Regions from separate parts of the Mus musculus genome. Here region 1 is linked to region 2. A link is a contact called in public Hi-C data. All regions are on one chromosome and are shown on one strand. The core of a region is the stretch at or near the end of the contact, and the rest is flanking DNA. Distances in the headings are between cores, read along the strand shown. Region 1 overlaps Ly75 (lymphocyte antigen 75). Region 2 holds the start of Cd302 (CD302 antigen).

What was found. Hi-C and Micro-C count contacts between places; a contact is called where the count stands out from the background.
Region 1: a Hi-C map of nephron progenitors shows a contact between it and region 2, with 2.7 times the contacts expected there. The contact joins the enhancer-like site here to the promoter of Cd302 in region 2. A contact is called at or near these places in 2 of 39 promoter capture datasets (embryonic stem cells and macrophages), 5 of 484 Hi-C or Micro-C datasets (the G1E-ER4 cell line, bone marrow-derived macrophages, liver and 2 more) and 2 of 115 datasets of contacts at active chromatin or transcription factors (embryonic stem cells and pancreatic cancer cells).

What each region holds. Positions count from the first base shown.
Region 1 is chr2:60,333,508-60,339,718 of GRCm38.p6, forward strand. It overlaps Ly75 (lymphocyte antigen 75), which reads right to left. Exons shown (of 35, transcript NM_013825.4): 15 at 4,788-4,856; 16 at 943-1,057. Among named protein-coding and RNA genes, the nearest start is that of Ly75, 47 kb to the right of the region's middle. Within about 2 kb of position 4,579, at least 14 of the 459 cell types and tissues checked have an H3K27ac peak or open chromatin away from gene starts, as enhancers often do. A contact at or near this core is called in nephron progenitors, where this site is marked.
Region 2 is chr2:60,280,434-60,286,108 of GRCm38.p6, forward strand. Cd302 (CD302 antigen) reads right to left here and starts at 4,051. Exons shown (of 6, transcript NM_001290660.1): 1 at 3,627-4,051. The coding sequence starts at 3,687.

The sequences.
Region 1 (6,211 bases), core at 3,329-5,828, 54 kb after region 2:
AGTAGTGACTTCTTAATGAAGACTAAACAAAGCTGAGAGGAAAATAAGAAAGTCACTCGGGAGTTCTGAATTGAAATGGGAAAGACGGCATGCTCAGTAAATTCTGGGCTTTGGCATTGGGTGGCCAGATGTCCACACACGCTTTGCCTCTGTCATACCCTGGATCAGATCCCTGACACCAGAGCCTCCAGTTTCTACTCTGTGAAAGAGAGTCTCTACTCACAAAGACTGTGAGGATCACACCTAAGAGGCACCTGGGCATTGGTTCTCACAGAACTCCAGTGGCTTCCCACCCCATTTCAATCCAGCTGCAGCCACACTGATTTCAAATAAATACGTACTTTGCTTAATCTTAGAGCGCATAGGGTAAATGTGTCGGCCCTAAATTCATGTGGTCTTGGGACCCAAAGCATTGGGTTTTCCTCAGAGCACTGCCTACATATATCAAGTATGCTCAGTTTTCCTCTTTGAGACAGCTCTCTTCATTTTGGATAGTTTTTACCAATAGCACTGGAAGACAGTTAAAACTGTACATGGCTTCTTATTTATAATCTTGTCAAAGATAAAGCATCTCTTTGGAGCCCAGGCTGACATCCAAGTCGGGCAATCTTGTCTTGGCTCCTACGTGCTAGAGTCTACAGGTGTGTACCACTATGCCTGACTTCCTTCCTCCCCCTCTTACCCTTCGTCCTTCTTTCCCTCCCTCCCTCCCTCTCTCCCTCCATCCCTCCCCTTTCTCTTGTCATTGCAGGTTCTACTGTCATTTTTTAACTGGTTTCTTGAATTCGAATTTACATAAACTATTAGCATTCACTGAAAATTACTTCTAAATTTTACAAGGACCTGCCCAATTTTGACCTCTGCACTGCTGCTTCGTTCTTCCCAGAACACCTTCTAGGCCAGCATTTGCAGCGTTTGAGGCTGGGGGAAGCAGTGACTTGCCTTTTGGAATCTGGCACACCCACTCAAGCTTGGCATCACAAGCAAAAGGTTTCCAGTAAGCATAGTCCTTGTCCTCATAGAGATGCCAGACTCTTCGCCAAGGTACATCAAGGACCTAAGGGGTGAAAAGGATGGTGTGAAAAGGATGGTGGGATATTCTGAAGTGGTTGCATTCCTTCCCAAATGCTGGAAGCCACGGCCTCCACCTCTTCTTTAGTTACAACACCTACCATACTTATGAAGAAATGGGACATTGAACAGTAACTCAGCAGCTCGGGCAAGGGTTTTCCAAGTGACAAAGGAAACAAAGGTTGAATTTATGTCCACAATACTAGTTGTCCTCTTTTTTGATGACATGACACTCTATTTTGCATTTTTCCCATTTCTTTTTGCAACAAAACCTTTTCCTCGTATGCATTCATTGTACTCCGTGTTGCAGAAGGACAGTTTTATGTTTGTATACAATACATGCTGAGCATCCTGCACTTTTCAAGTTTGGGAGAGACTAAAGTAGTATCCAAGCCAGACTATAACAGAGCATCCCAGAAAGTGACAGCAACTCCTGGGCCCAGCAGCGCAGGCTCCGGCTTTAGTGTTGCTGTTCTACTTGTAGGATACGTGATCAGGACGGGAAAGGAACGTTGAAGGCACGAGCTGGGAGGAGCCGCCATCACTATTGTGATTCTTTTTCTCTTAAGGCCAGGTTTATGAGTATTGTGCAGAGAAAGGCATGAATCTCTGGACACCTCTCCTGGTGATTTATTTTATTTTTGGTAGGTTTAAAATCTCTCCACACGTGGAAGCCTACGTACCTTTCAAGTCCAGTTCATTGCATCAGTGTTCTAGAAAATTCTGAACAGCACATTAACTTCTCTGAGGCTCGTACCTGTGCTGAGTTGTAAATCCTATAATGTGGACCCGTGCAGTGACAGCTGCCCACGAGAAGAGTTTCTCTGAAGGCAGCCTTCTTTCCGGTTTCATTTGCATCCATCATGCTTTTCTGACCCTTTCCTGGGTTATGACGTGAAGGTGCCACACACATATCTCTTCATCCCTTGCCTTCTTTTACTTTCTATGATTTCCTAAAAACTACTCCGTGGCTTTTTTTTTTTTCATTCATTTTCCCCCTTTCAGCCCTGTTCTCCAGATTTCAACTTTCTGTCGCGTATGTCTTATACCCATGCTGCATTTGAACTAGTTAACCACAATATATCATACCCTTTGAAAAACATTGCTTCTTCTGCCTCTTTCCTTCCTTCCTTCCTCCCTCCCTCCCTCTCCTTCCTCCCTCCCTCCCTCTCCTTCCTCCCTCCCTCCCTCCCTCCCTCCCTCCCTCCCTTCCTTCCTTCCTTCCTTCCTTCCTTCCTTCCTTCCTTCCTTCCTTCCTTTTCTGAAACAGGGTTTCTCTGGGTTACAGTCCTGGCTGTCCTGGGACTCACTTTGTAGATAGACCAGGCTGGCCTCGAATTCAACAGAGATCTGCCTGCCTCTGCCTCCTGAGTGCTGGGATTCAAGGTGTGCACTATGGCACCCAGCTTTCTCCCTGTTTCTATGAATACCTTGCCAGCAGAATAAGGGGCAGAGGAAGCCCCGAGTGAGTAAAGTCCTGAGGAAGTGTGTGCTGTTGACTCGGCAGTTGTGGATCCCAAAGCCTTCACCAGGGATAAGAATGTAGATGTTGAGTGTGCAGAAAATGTCTATCATAGTTTTTTCCCTTGGAAATTTACAGCCTGAGGATTGCTCGCCTAGAGACCGCTCCTACTGGATTAGCTGAGCCTGTCTCCTTGTTCAGCCATGTGCAAAAAACCCAGCCTCTCCGGTCAAGTCTATATAATAAACAATGTAAACTTCAGAAGTCCTGTGGTTCCTCCAGCAGAGACTCCAGTCCTCCAGTTCCCAGCCTGTATGTGTGTCTGCACGTCTATGTGTCTGTCTTTTCTTCATTCCTTCACCACCCTGGCCAGGTCCAGCCTTGGAGGTAGATGTGCTAGGATGTGGTAAAATAGCTCAGGGGTAAAATGTCATGGATCTGGACATGTGTGGGTTTAAGTTTGACTTCTGACACATCTAAGCTGGAATTTCATTCTCAACTTGATGGTTACGGTAACTGCACCTACTTCACAAGATTGTGTATATTTATTTAAGTGCCTACCCCAGTGCCTGGCTCATAACGGATCTATAACTAATCGATACTACCCTCGTAAGACCATTACATTTTTATTCTTACAATAAGCCCTCATTGCCTATGCCTTCTTGTTCACCTATTGGAGCCCTTAGCCAATGGCATCAGAGCTTACTGAGCTGTCTATCTCTTGCTATGCTGGAGTCTTGTGAAGAACCCTACCTCTGACACCTTCTACCGTCTTGATGGGCCTCCCAGGCACATCACTGATAAAATGGATAAACAAATGGACCCTGCAAGACATGCCTCGTGTGTCTGTGATAATTCCCAGTCCTAGCTGCTGTGCCTCGGAAATGTCAAGATAAATCTTCCTCACACTCTTGGCTCACAGTCACCATCTTGGCTCATTTTATCCTTTCTCAGTTTTAAAAAACATCCTTGTTGCCTATTGAAAATAAACCAAAGCAAACCATCCAAACAAAAACTCCCGCGGAAGTGCAAGCACCTTGATTTGACAGCAACCTGATTTGACAACACTGTTTTTAAAAATTAATTTGATTATATGCATACAAGGGTCCTTTCTGCACCACCGGAGTGCCTGGTGCTGGTGGAGGTCAGAAGAGGACCATGGATCTCCTGTACTGGAGTGATGAGACATCAGGAGGAAACCCAGGTCCACAGCACTGGAAGAGCACTCTAAGCCACCCCGCCACCTCCCCATCCTTTAAGGACTGTCTTTAGTAATTCCAAATAAAACTGGATACATCCTGCTCTTCTCACTGTCGATAAGACCTCCACTTGTATTCTTGCACCACTGCCCATTAGAAAGCCTTGTCCTGTTGCTCCTGCGCAAACTCTGGTCATCCTTAGAGACCAAGGCCAAATCCCAACTCTTTCTGGACAGACCTGAGCGATCACTTCCCCTTTCGATTTCTCCTCGGCTATCTTCTGCCCACTCTTGAGGTGCCTTACTATAGAATGATGATAAAGCTGTGGTTTTTAATATAAATGTGGAGAGCTTTTGTTGCCCCCTTATAGCAATTTGCTGCTTATAGAAATTTGGCAAATACTTGTCACTGGGCTCTGGAGGAGGAAGCAGGATCAGATAAGAATATTCATATCTGGGCTACTACAAGGATCAAGGTGGACACAGCCAAGGAATGTGTGACTTCCCCTTTGTCTTGGCAATCCTGCTAAGCCCCCAGACCCAGTGTCTCTGGGACTTTTGCTTACTGCTTTGTTTGATTACTACCTGGTGTGATCTCTTTGTTCTTTACCCTTGTTTAATCACTTTGTGTTTGATTTAAGGACTGACTCTATTTTCTGCTAGTACCGAGAATGGTGTAAAAGCTGGCTGGGAAAAATTAAAGCTGCTTCCGCCTCAGCCCTGGCTGGAGTCAGGTTATAATGTTTGTCTAATTGTCTTTTTCTCTGCAATCCTCACTCCTGCGCTCCAGACCCCGTTGACTGACTGAGCTGGCTTGGTTCTTAAATTAAGTGTAAACTGCTTGGGTTTGCTTTCCACCGCTCCTGCCATCACCACGCTCCACGCACAGAAGGTATTCTAGGAATGTTTTGCCTGAGCTTACGTGATGCCAGATTTGGGTGCAGTGAGAGGGGTGAGCTCGAGGCTTCACATAGGTTAAGCATGAACTCTGTCTCGGAGCCCTGGTGTCAGTCCTGGGATTTTATTTTTAATACTGATTTTAGAGTTGGTACTAACCTTGATGGCAGCACAGTCTCTGATGTCAAAATCCTGTTGAAACTCCGGCTCCATCATCACAGCAGACACCTGAGAAGGTAAGTCAGCCTTGAGAACGTGGGCTGGCACAACATTTGCAACTTCCATATAGTTTAGGCAGCTTCAATATTATACATATACATATATAATGTATATATATATATACATATATAATGTATGTATGTGTATATATATATATATATATATATATATATATATATATATAAACATTTCATACTTTGTGAACGATCTGGATGCCGAGTCATGCGAGGCCTCGGGGACTGCAGAAGAGCCCTTAGTTTCCCATTAAGCCACAGTCTCAGAAGTGGGGTTGGTGGGGCATTAAATCACCCCCAGGGCCAGAATCAACAGCTCAAAGAGCCTTTTTTAGTATTTTGAGATGTGGTATATAAAACTCCCTTGGCTGATTGATATTCACAGGAGGCTGCTCATGAAAGGGGAGAGAGAAGGAGGGAGTAGATGGGGGTGTGAGGGAGAAGGACTGGGAGGAGAACAGGGGGAGGAAGCTGTGATCAAGATGGAAAGTAAATAAATAATGAAAAAAGGAAAAAAGAAAATCTATAAGAATAGCTAAGAAATTCTTATCCCTAGGATACTGAATCTTGTCCCTATTTTTTCCTGTAAGAGTTTTGATACCAAGGGATATTTCAAAATGCCAGCTTGTCAATATGTAAAAGTCCAGTATGTTAAACACACACACACACACACACACACACACACTGTCACGTAAAACCTCTTTAGATGAGATAAACAGTCAACAGTCAAGTATTATTCAAGGTTCGACTATTACATTTTAGGTTCGACTATTATGGCTAATACAGACATTTTTTCACTATATAATTAATGCTTTTAGATGATACAAATAAATATTTCCCACTATTAATTGATAATAGAAATAAACACAGAGTAGCACAGATGAAAGCTTTGGAAAATAATTTGTACTCTCCAAAGATGGCCAGGATGTCAGAATATCTCCGTTTTTAAAACTCTATATAGAGACACTAAAATATACACATTTTTTAAAAGTAACAGTAAGTGGAGTACGTGAGATGGCTCAGTGGGTGAAGGTGCTTGTGGCCAAAGCTGATGAGCTGAATTCGAGTCCCCAAATCAGCATGGCGGAAGGAAAGATCTGACTCCGGAAAGTTGTCCACTGGCCTCCGCTGCCCCGCCCCCAAGGCGCGCGTGTGCACACACACACACACACACTAAAAAAGTAAAAATAAATAAATAAAGAAAGATGAATACTTTGTGTCTTCCTTCTCACATCCTTTAAGTAAATTTGTTTCTATTTCAAAATGTGTGTAAATAAGGCTGTTATGGTTTGTGGATGGATATTTGCCTTTTTAATCGAGGTAAAATTGCTAATCTCCTTACGATGTTTT
Region 2 (5,675 bases), core at 2,801-5,300:
TCAGTGTGTATCCAAAAGTTTCCGTACAGATTAAGTACCGCGATAAATGTATCAAGTGCTAAGATGAATAGGAAGCCTCCTGCGGGAAAACCATCAAGTGCCTATCTATTTTCTGTGGTCATTTTCTATCACCAACCCAGGTTTGGTAAGACTCTCTGCTCTCTTGCTGGCACTCACTCACCTTCTCTAGGCCAACGTTGGTAAGACAAGGACCATGAAGGCTGTTTATTATATGTGTGATGAGTCCAGGAGGGAGAAGCTGGCCCAAATGTTCAGCCAACCATAGATTCTGTGCCTATGCACAGGCTCCAATAGCTGCTGAATCCCAAGGAACTTAAGCTGCCCTGACACCTGTCCTTTTTCTACATCACTTTACCTAGCTTCCCTTTCAGGGTGTCCACTTCTAGCTTTTGCTGTCACATGCCCATCCTCAATGACAGTTATCCACTGATGAGCTGTGTCACCGTCACTTTCTCACTGGGCACCACCGGTCCATTTCTTTTATGGATTAAATCTCCTGTTTCTCCTCAAAATCTAGAATAACTCATGAAAACAATCACGCACCTAACAGAGACAATGCAAGAAGACAATGTTCTTCTTGACCTTGTTTTAAGCCGGATATGACTCCTATTGTCCAGATGGGTTTGTGTCATAGCATGCTGAAAAACATCTGTAGGAGTTTTCAGCCGTATACGTTTTATTAGATATGCTGGTTTGGTCTGTAGAGTGGAACACACACTTTTTTAGTGGCAGCATTGATTTTTCAACACAGCAGCAAATTCTTAAAAGCTTCTCAACAATGGAAGAAATCCTAAAATAATAACTATTTGCGAATTCACCTGTTCGTGTAAAAACACTCTTACATCCAATCTGAGAAATCGTCCCCTGAAATAGAGTTCCATCTACAACGGCAAGAAAGAGTGACCTTGATGGATGTAGAGGTTGCACATGTTTTGAATTCAGTTATAAGTTCCAAGATACAATTGGTAAGCAATCACAATTGCAACTGACACCTCTACTTTTAAAATTATCCCATTTTTCATCATTATTACCATAAAATAGAGTTTAAAGACACATCGAAAGAAAACAAAGCTCTTCAAGACAGCAAGGGGCTTCTGCTGTTGCAGAGCCTCTTCCTAGGAAGATGAGTGATGGTAAGAATGTAGACACTGAAGATAAAACACTGAGATGTAACCAAGAGTGTAGGTGTCTGGGGAAGGCCTTGGATATTACATAATAGCGAATATCTAAATAGTAGGGGAAGGATAACCACACCAACAGCAAGGGTTTAAGTAGCCTGTGTAGAAGAAAGAGAAGGTTAGGGTTCCCACAAGCCAGGCTGGAGAAACTCAGTTAACAGCAGGGAGGGTAGTGAGTTAATATCAGAAAGAAGGCAGGGGCACTGAAACCATTGATTACAGGTAACAGCCACTCAAAATCTGAGGCCTAGATGCCACCCCACATGAGAAACACAGAAGGAAGACTTACATTCACTCCTCCCATACCACTCGGGCTAAACCACTGACCCAGTAGTCCCAAGCATATAGTGGTGAGCGTGGGCACTGTCCCAGAGAGGCTCTAGATCTAGAGGCGTGGCCCAGCGGTAAAGAACTTGGTGCACTACCATGAGGATCTGGGTTTAGATCCCCAACCAGCACCTACAACAAACCAATCCAAAACCAGAGAAGCCCCAGACAGGTCTGCCATGGAACCTTCTGAAGTTAAATGATGTTATAGCCATTGTGTTCTGAGCTGAGAACCAAATCTAACAAGTTCACGTTCACTAACATACTCCAACGTAATAGAAAAAAAAAAAAAAGAGCGATTTCCGCTTCAGCATTAAATGTCCACTTTAGGCTAGGTTACTGAGGTTCTTTTAGTGTGGGGATCTTGCCATTCAGCCAACTCTAAATCTTGGTAAGCTCTTGTCAGTGTGCTCAGTAACTATAGCCAGTCGAGTGGCATGTTCACGATGTTTTCTGTTGATGCGATTACCTTTCTTGCTTTATGATAAGGGCAAAGAGAAGGAGACCAGGATTTCCCAGGCCTGTAGTAGGTATACTCTACAACAGCCCTATGAAGTACCATTTTCCACGTCACTGGGGGACACAGAAGGTGGCTAACTAGTGTGGGAAGAGCTCGATCATTTTTACTGTAATCTACTGTGGTCTCCTGACCAACGGAAGCGGTCAGAGTGAATCCAGAAATCCAGACCAGATTTAGAAAAGAATAAAACTTAGGAGGCTTGACCTCTCTGTGTTCAAACAACTTCACAGGTAATGCCAAATCTAGAAACTCCTTCTCTTTCCAAATTGGCTAGGAATGTATTTTTCTTCCCTTTTAACGGGGCTATCATCGTGTGTGTGTGTGTGTGTGTGTGTGTGTGTGTGTGTGTGTGCAGTGTACTTGTGGAGGTCAGAGGATAACCTTTTCTTTCCTCAATTTGCCTGGTTACAGGGATTGAATGAACGAAGGTCACCCGGCTTGCAAAACAAGAATATTTACCCACTGCACCATCTCATTGGTATAACAACAACAAAGTATTTTTTAAAATTAGCCTGGCATGGTAGAGAGAGAGAGCACTAAGAGGGAGTTAGGGTGTCCCAGATAATGAGGGGAGCCTAAGGAGGACTCAGAGGTGGTCCAGACTTCGAGGAAGCTCTAGTGCAGCCTTAGATAAAATTAAAGTACGTCTTGCTTCTGCTCTCAGAGAGGCAGCACACAGCCCGACTGGTCATCCGTGCTGCTCTACAGGAACCCAAGAAAAGAGCTTTGCAAGCTCAGAGCAACTCAGTGTGCTAGGTCTTCAACACCCAGGGCCTTTAAAATATCTCCCGCTGTCAGCCGATTTCACACAGAAATTTATTTAAAATGCAGTGAAATCCAGTGGAGGAAAAAAAAAATCCCTTGCATAATCCTGTTACTGAAGCCCACACAAGTGTCCACTTAGTTCTTGTTTACTTTGCTCTTTCATTCTCGGAAAGGATTGGTAGGATTGGTAGTGTTTTTTGGAAGGAAATCTCCCCCAGGGTTTCCCCATTAACATATTTTGACGTGCCTCCCCGGAAAGCCTGTTTAAAGAAAAACACATGCTCGGTGGAATTGTCTGTGTTCCTCGGGGTGTGTGTGTGTGTGTGTGTGTGTGTGTGTGTGCCATTTTGCAAGACTAATTATGTCTAATTTTTCAGATGTCACTGTATATCAGCCGACCAAAGGTTTCTCTAAATCGCAGTGTTTGTAGTGAGATCCCAGCCTGGCTTCTCCTCCCTCTGGATGCAGGGGTTATGTGGCTGAACTCTTTTCCTGTTTTAACAACTTGCCCACTAGCCATGGGACAGGGCCTGTTTCCTCCCTCCACCCCCAGGCCTCACCCCTTCCCTACTGCCACCCATTGAAGGGCTCTACAGTTCCTCTACCCTCTAGCGAGCTAACCGTCTTGGGGGGTCTGAGGTGAGGATACAGACACGGTGGAAGTGGGGTCCTCTGCTTTGGCCTTTGTCCCGGGTCTGGCTCTCTGAAGCCACCCAGCCTGAGAGATGGTTGCGGGATGGTCGGAGGACGAGGCACGTGGCCATCGGTGGGAGCGGGGACTCTGCACTCTCCGGGGCGCGGCAGGGGAAGCTTACCGGCGACGATGGCAGTGGCGAGGCTCAGCAGCACGAGCGAGGACAGCGCTGCGTGGGGCATGACTGCGCGGCGCCGAGAGCGGGCCGGGGGCGGTGCTTGTCGGGTGCGCAGCTCCCAGCTCAGTTGCGACGCCTCCCACTCGAGGCGGGGGAGTGGAGCCCAGGGTCGCACTGCTGGGACGCTCAGATCCCCAAGCGGCGGACACACCGCAGACTCCAACTTCTCTTCGTTAAAGATAAACTTCTCATTTGAACTGAAGTAATCTCAGACTTTCTAAAATGTTGCAAAAATAAATAGAACTTCCCGTAATCCTTGCGGCAGCTTCTCCAAATGTTAGCATCTTACATAACATCAGTGCAAGGATAGGAACCAGGACAGAGCATTGGTGGAGCACTGTTGACTAATCCATAGCACTTGTGGCATTTGACAATTATCTCTGTTCTAGGACCCTATCCAGGAACAAGCACATTTGGGTTCGTCTGATGTTTCTTCTTAGTAGAATTGTTTGTGCCCTTTTGGCAAGAATCATACAGAGGGACAAAGATTGATGGACTTTGGTTATTTAATGAAGGTGGTGTCAGCAACCGTAATCTCCCTTTTCACAATTCCCTCCTGGTGGACTATGCCTCTTAGAAAATATATCTCTGCCACTAGTTACTGTATCGAAAGTAAAGGAGAATAACGGAACAGGAAGGTTTGACTGGGATGGGGGTAGAAGCACAAGTTAAAGGAAGGAATATGGGATGGGACAGCTAACACAGCCTCTATGGGGCAGGAGAAGGAAGCGAAGGAAAGAGGAAGAGAGGGAGGGAGGAGAGGGGAAGGGAAAGGGGAAGAGAAGGAGGGGGGAGGGAGAGAGGAAAATTTTAATGGAGTTACCTTACAAGAGGGAAAGAAGATAGATACCACCTAGCAAATAAAACCCCAGTACCAAAAACGGGTTCTTCTTGAGTTGTTGCCAATGGAATCTCATAAAGCCCCAAGAACTACAGGTCAGTGCCAATAGTCTTGGCTATCTTCAGAACTTGTTGGTAAGCCCCTGTGGCCGAAGAAACCACATCGCTGAGTCAGGTAAGGTGGTCAAGATGGCACTAACTTGGAAGCTTCAACTCTCCCATTTAGCTTTCTTCGCTCCGGGAAGTGCTTGCTGTGCACACGGATGTAGGAGGAAATACTTCTTTCTCCTCCATTCGTGTATACAGCACACACCTCTATCTCATCCAGATATGAACCTTGTAAGGTACAGCAATGATGGGGCCCAACAAGATATGGGTACTGCTGTGGTAGTTGGATGAATGTCACAAAAGTAACCAACCATTTTATGATTGGATCTAAGTCCCGCCAGTACCATACCTGGCACTGTGCCAAGAACCTGTGGCTAAATAGATTGCAGTCCCTAAGGGGAAGCACAATGCTATTATTCTGCTAAATGGCCATAGTATTAAAGTAATTCCTAGAGACCTACTGCTTTGCCCATAGATGAGCGTATCTCTCAACCTTCATCAGAAAAGTGTCTCCTCACAGTAAATGGCAATTAATAGACACCTTCCACTAGTCAATGTCCAGAAAATAAGAAACCATGGAGGGCTTGGCCCTAAGTGGGATTTGCATATTGCACCCCTCCCCTCAAGGTTCAGGAATCTTTGAGGAAGAAAGGTCAGAAAGATAGTAAGAGTCAGAGCTCGTGGATAGCATCAAGGAAACTGTCTTCTGGACACGACTGGGCAGACGTACATGTAAACTCACAGAGATTGTGACCATATGCCTGAGATATATGAAAGCTCAACCCAGATAAAAATCCCACCACTGAGGCGCTAGCAGGGCACAGATTCTTACCAGTGGACGAAGACCTAATGGCATTTAATAGTGCTGAGAGAGGGAAAGTTAATTTTCTTTAAAGATGCGACCCTCTAGTTGGTTGACCACAATCTATATCAGGCTTCGCTCCCAAAAGTAGTAGGGCAACTCCAGTTGGGCTTTGATGGAGAGGATGAAATAAAGAAAGCTACAAGTTGGGTGGAAAGGGAGGAGGGTAGAGTGGATGGGTG